2 separate regions of the Mus musculus genome follow, and region 2 is linked to region 1. A link is a contact called in public HiCAR-type data. All regions are on one chromosome and are shown on one strand. The core of a region is the stretch at or near the end of the contact, and the rest is flanking DNA. Distances in the headings are between cores, read along the strand shown. Region 1 holds the start of Pdzrn3 (PDZ domain containing RING finger 3). Region 2 holds the start of Chl1 (cell adhesion molecule L1-like).

Region 1 (2,771 bases), core at 195-2,694:
CCCAAGTGGTGTTTCCACCCAGTGCCAGGCTTGCTACTGGGCTTGAAAAGCTTCTCTGGAGTAGAAGAGAAAGGTCCAGACGGCAAGGGTTTTTCCATCAAGCTAAAATCCAGGCTGTGTAGAGACCAGCAGCTTCTCCGTGGCTGGTAGGCTCTTTTAGCGCGGATACACACTCAAGCTCCTGGTGAACCATTGGTTCACAATCTGAAAGGACCCAAAATTCTCAAATAGCCTGTCTTTGATTCAGTTCAAAGAGCGATTCTTTGAACTGCTCCAGTGGGAAAATGGAGATAAAACAATAAGCATATAAATAAATAAATAAATAAATAAATAAATTAATTTAAGGAAAACAAAACAACAACAAAAACAAGCTGAAGGGATGTTGTTGGCAAGTTGGCTGGGGTAGGCGTTGCTACAGGGACTTGAAGTTTTAAACTCCTCCATCTCTTAAACCACCAGAGTCAAGGCTCCAGTAACGGGGCGGGGGTTGGGGGGGGGGTGGGGGCAATAGTTTTCAAGTGGAGCTAAAGTATGCTCTCGCAACATTGTAGCGCTGTTTTTTTTTTTTTTTGTTTGTTTGTTTTGTTTTTTGTTTTTTTTGTTTGTTTGTTTTGTTTTTTGTTTTTTGTTTTTTTTTTTTTAAGGGACCAGTTTAGAAACTGAGCAAAATGCTTGAGGTACTGTAGTGCCCTCTTTATAGAGGTGTAAGAATGGGATCCAGCCAACCACTCTGGCCTGTCCCATCCAGACAGCTGGAGGGGAGATCTGATTCCTGCAAATTCGCCTTCTGGTCCTGGAAACCTCTAGCTGCTAAACACTGCAGTTTGCAGATCTTCTGGTTGGGACCAAAGTTTCAGCCTGAGCGTCCAGCAGCCGCTGTAACTTTCCCCCGAGTGAAATAAATAAATAACGACCGTAAATACAGAGATAGCAGGGCCTTAGATATTTTTCACTCTAAAAGGCAGACACAGGAGAAAGAAGGAGGTGGGGAATGAAAAGTCCTGATGTGGCAGGAAACTTCTGTGGGCGAGAGCCACAGACGCAGCTCCAAACCGAGGGAGATGCTCTCTGCTGGCGTATTTTGTCTCTTAGAGAATCCTCCAAGAAAGCGGAGAGGAGACCCTAAGAGGGGGCCCATCTCCGGTCTCTGGCAGGTCTCCTTGCTTTGTGGTCAAACTCAGCCTCTTGTGCCTCGAGGCCCCCTCCCTATGGCCAAAAGAGGGTCGTGAGGCCCCAGAGGCAGGATGTTAGTGCGCTTGCGCTCGAGCCAATACGGCCGGAGGAGTCCTGTTCCTCGGGCATTTTCCGAGGAAGTCTGGAGCAATTAGGCTCAGTCCTGGGAGAGCGAGCTAGAGAGCGGGCGGCGTAGCCGGCGTGTCTGGGCCGCCTCGCAGGGAGGGAGGGAGGGGGCGGCCGGTCGCCCGGCGGCGACACCGGGCCCCGGCCGCCACCATGGGTTTCGAGTTGGATCGCTTCGACGGCGACGTGGACCCTGATCTGAAGTGCGCCTTGTGCCACAAGGTCCTGGAGGACCCGCTGACCACCCCGTGCGGCCACGTATTCTGCGCCGGCTGCGTGCTGCCCTGGGTAGTGCAGGAGGGCAGCTGCCCCGCGCGTTGTCGCGGTCGCCTATCGGCCAAGGAGCTCAACCACGTCCTGCCCCTCAAGCGTCTCATCCTCAAGTTGGACATCAAGTGCGCGCACGCGGCGCGGGGCTGCGGCCGGGTGGTCAAGTTGCAGGACTTGCCCGAGCACCTGGAGCGCTGCGACTTCGCGCCCGCGCGCTGCCGCCACGCGGGCTGCGGCCAGCTGCTGCTGCGACGCGACGTGGAGGCCCACATGCGCGACGCGTGCGACGCGCGGCCCGTGGGTCGCTGCCAGGAGGGCTGCGGGCTGCCGCTGACGCACGGCGAGCAGCGGGCGGGCGGCCACTGCTGCGCGCGGGCTCTGCGGGCGCACAACGGAGCGCTGCAGGCCCGCCTGGGCGCGCTGCACAAGGCGCTCAAGAAGGAGGCGCTGCGGGCCGGCAAGCGCGAGAAGTCGCTGGTGGCGCAGCTGGCCGCCGCGCAGCTCGAACTGCAGATGACCGCGCTGCGCTACCAGAAGAAGTTCACCGAGTACAGCGCGCGCCTCGACTCGCTCAGCCGCTGCGTGGCCGCGCCGCCAGGCGGCAAGGTAAGCAATCTCTCTTCTCTCTCCATCTCTGCCTCTCTCTCTCCCTCTCTCTCCCTTCCTCTCTCCACCCTCTTTAGCTGACCCAGAGTCCCACCCAGGTCCGTTGAATATAGGATGCCAGGGTCTTCCTGGGTGCATCTCCGGCCTCCTCTTGTTAGCAGCGCTTGCCAGCTGTATCACTCCGTGCGGGTTACTTAACTAATTCCAACTGAGAAACTGTGGTCCCAAAAGGCAGGACATATAGGGTGAATTGAAGCTACGGCAGTTTTGGGGGGCCAGAGTGTGTCTGCGAACACTAAAAGGAACTTACAACCAAGTGTAGGGTAGGAACAGAGAGCATGACTCCAGAGTCAGGGAGGTGTTGAGAGGCTTTGGCCTGCACACCAGCCTGAGACCCAGGAAGCTGCTCATCTTGGCTTAAGATCAGAGCCATGGTCTGTGTGGATGTGACACTCCATTGGGCGACCTGGAGTGTATCTGCTGCGATGCAAAGGGGGAAAGGTGGCAGCAGAGCCCTTATGGTGCAGCTTGAAAGGGATGCCAGGAGAGAGGCCCCGGTGTAAAGGCTGGATTCAAACATGCACTTTCCTGCCAAC
Region 2 (3,197 bases), core at 51-2,550, 2.1 Mb before region 1:
TGCTTTGGTCTCCAATACCTGAATCATGGTGCCGCTGCTCCTCCCGCCCCAGATTTTTCACAGGAATTCCTCAGCTCTGCCCCTCGCTGAGAAAGTGAGGTTCTTCTCAGCCAAGGGACCCAGGGATGAAGACAGCCAGGTTTCCCCAGCCTCTCGGCTCCAATCCTCTTTCTCCAAATCAATCATTTGCTCCCTGCTCTCTCCCTACGCACACTTTCACTCACGGGAGGAAAAAATAGGAAGAGACAGAGAAAGAGGATAGGAGAGGCACAAAGAGGAAAAAGGGACTGTCCGTGACTGGCATCCCTAGCTCCCGGGGCTTGGCTACAAGGGAGTCATGGCAACCGGGGGACCCCCCGACCTGCCTTCTAGCCCCCACCGTGTTCGGTTGAGATGGAGTGCTCTGCTTCTATCTTTTCCCTAAGCTGGCAGTTCACAGATCGATCATTCATTCCAAGCTGTAGGCATTTAGGGAACACCACTGCAAGCAAGATGCATCTCTAGAGACTTAACAGCTAGATAGGGAATTTGGGGCTGGGGTTAGAAAGTCTGGACCCCAACACCTATAGGGGGTTAGTGGAGAGAAATGTAGTACTTGCCCCCCACTCCCTGAAGGCTATGGTCTATGGAGGGTATGCATCCTCTCCCTAAGGTAAGGAGGCGGGCGGTGGCTATGTTGGAAGAAAGACAAATCAGCCTACCGAAGGTTGGCAGCTTGGAGGTGCAGGGGTCCCCGAAGCTTGTTTACTCCATCCACTGACCTGGAGCTGTCAAAAAATCCAGCCTTAGCCACCTGCGGCGGTGCTACGAAAGGTGGCGCCTCTTCTCAGGTTAGGGAAGGGACCTTGAGCCACTCCCATTTTGGGCAAGGACGGAACCCAGGGATGTGCACCATTTCCCTTTCATAAAGAGTTGCTCTTCTCCCAGGAGCAAGCCCTTGATTTCCTTCCACCTCCCTCAAAGAGTTGACTAAAGGGCAGATGGAGAGAGTCCCATTTCTTGTAAGGCACGCGCAAATAGACTCACCTGAGCCGCCTCTTGACATCCGATCTGTCTGGTACCTTCTCTTGGGAAAACTTCTCCTAAAGCTGGATCACTGGGGCAAAGGGGACCAACGAGGTCCAGCGCCTCTTGGAGAATCCAAGGGAGTTTCTAGTTGGGCGCTTCCCGCTGATCCACACCCCGATCTGCCCACAGAGATCCCGTCTGCCCCCTCCTGCTGTTGGCACAGGTCTCCAGAAGGCTGGACCTGTTCGAGCTTGTACCGGTATCCACGCCCTCCTGCCGGAGACGACTAGCTCGCGCCTCTTTTCTGCTGTCCCCGGGATCTGCTCTGCCACCCTCACCCACACGGCTTCTTTTCCCTCCCTCTTACACACACTCCCTTGGGACAAGAGGCAGCTACAGGCTTGAGACTTTGGTTTTATGAAAAGCGAGGGACAAAGAGAAAACTTTGCTTGTCATTTTTAACATCTCTAAGCCCTCAAAGAGACAGGGTAGCTGCCGGGTTCGCCTTGCCACTGAGAAACCGAAAAGAAACCCCTCCCCTCTGCTCCCTGGTCCACCCTCCTCTGTCCACATTCCACACACAGGCTCCCAGTCTCTTTTACCCTTTGCTGTATGGCTGAGGGGTGTGGTACCTTGTACCACTTTTTTTTTTTTTTTCTTAAAGTCTTGCCGGTTTTGCTTCTTTATTTAGGAGGGCGATGGGACTTGCAATTTAATTTACAAAAGAACCATCTCCATTAGCTGTCAAATCAGTGCAGGCATAAATTTAAAAAGCTCTTCTACTGTTATCTAATGTACAATTTGTGCCCCACTACCATCTGGACTTCTCCAGATTGATCAGTGACGTTTTCCTATTTACTCTCTATTAATACAGCGCTATAGAATACAAGCTTTCCTTGCTTATTCCCAGCGCCAAAGCCCACTCCTGATGTTGTATGTATCTCTTTTTACCAGCAAACATGATGTTTGTTTTAGGGGTGCAGTAAAGAGGGGCTACAAACTTTGGCAATCTAACTGGTGAGCACACTCTTTCATTATTTTTTTTCTTCCACACATTGATGATACTTTCGAAAATGTTCATACAATGTTGCTTTAAAAAAAAAATCCTGTTGCATGTAAGTGCTCTTTGACAGTAATGGAATTACTGACTTCTAACTTTTACTCCACGGAGGTTTGATCTTACAGTCTTGTCTTGTTCTCATCTAGTGCACTAAACAATGAGGACATTTATGGCTCTGTGCTATCCTCAGAGTTGGATGTCATGACTGGGATCAACAAGAAGGACGGAGACTTGGGATTCTGCCTCAGAAGCAGTTACATCAAATGTTTTGAAATGAATAAATGGGCCTTTCCATGTTCATAATTTCTAACCTTGAGGGCTCAAGGCTGTTAGTTCGTGTGTGGGCACAATTCCTACTGACTGTGCTGGCATATTAGAAATGCAAGTGAGGGCAGGATGTGTCCTAGGTTTAAACTGTGCTACTGGAGTGATTCCTCTGCCGGAGGCATCATTATTCATGCGGCATGTTTTCTAAAGTAGAAACAAAGGAAACTGAAATAAATTCCAACAAGGAAAATACTGAGCCTGTAGGAAACCATTTCCAAGATTTAGGAGCCCCAGGAGAGATACAAAGCCAAGTTGGTCTCAAATTTACCACTTTCTGGGGTGGCATTTCCTGGGCAAAAGAAACAGAAAACTCTATTTTGGCCAGAGAAACACAGAACCTTTAAAGACTCAGCTTTCTCTTCACTGGCATTTGTTTTATGGACACATTAAGATCAATAGATTGATGGGCAGAATATAGGAAAATGTGTGCAGCTAGCTAGGTATATGGGTAGGTAGGTAGGTAGATAGATAGATAAATACAGAGATAGATAGATAGATAGATAGATAGATAGATAGATAGATAGATAGATAGAAAGAAAGAAAGAAAGAAAGAAAAATAAGCACGCAGATTTGAAGAAAGGGGAGAGATACAGACATTTCCCAGTTTTCTCTGTGTTAATAAACACTGGAGAAAGTCAATGAAGAAGATCATATCTATCTTTTAGAGTTAAATGTCCTAAACTATATTAGATAATACTAAGGCACAATAGCCTGAAATATAAATAAAGTGTGAGTCTTTCATAAGGATTTTCTTTATGAGCGCACACACACACACACACACACACACACACACACACACACA

The links. HiCAR-type assays count read pairs that join an accessible place to other places.
Region 2: a HiCAR-type map of astrocytes shows a contact between it and region 1, with 12 times the contacts expected there. The contact joins the promoter of Chl1 here to the promoter of Pdzrn3 in region 1. A contact is called at or near these places in 1 of 39 promoter capture datasets (hippocampal neurons) and 1 of 115 datasets of contacts at active chromatin or transcription factors (astrocytes).

What each region holds. Positions count from the first base shown.
Region 1 is chr6:101,376,570-101,379,340 of GRCm38.p6, reverse strand. It overlaps Pdzrn3 (PDZ domain containing RING finger 3), which reads left to right and starts at 1,444. Exons shown (of 10, transcript NM_018884.2): 1 at 1,444-2,175. The coding sequence starts at 1,453.
Region 2 is chr6:103,508,979-103,512,175 of GRCm38.p6, reverse strand. Chl1 (cell adhesion molecule L1-like) reads right to left here and starts at 1,300. Exons shown (of 27, transcript NM_007697.2): 1 at 1,027-1,300.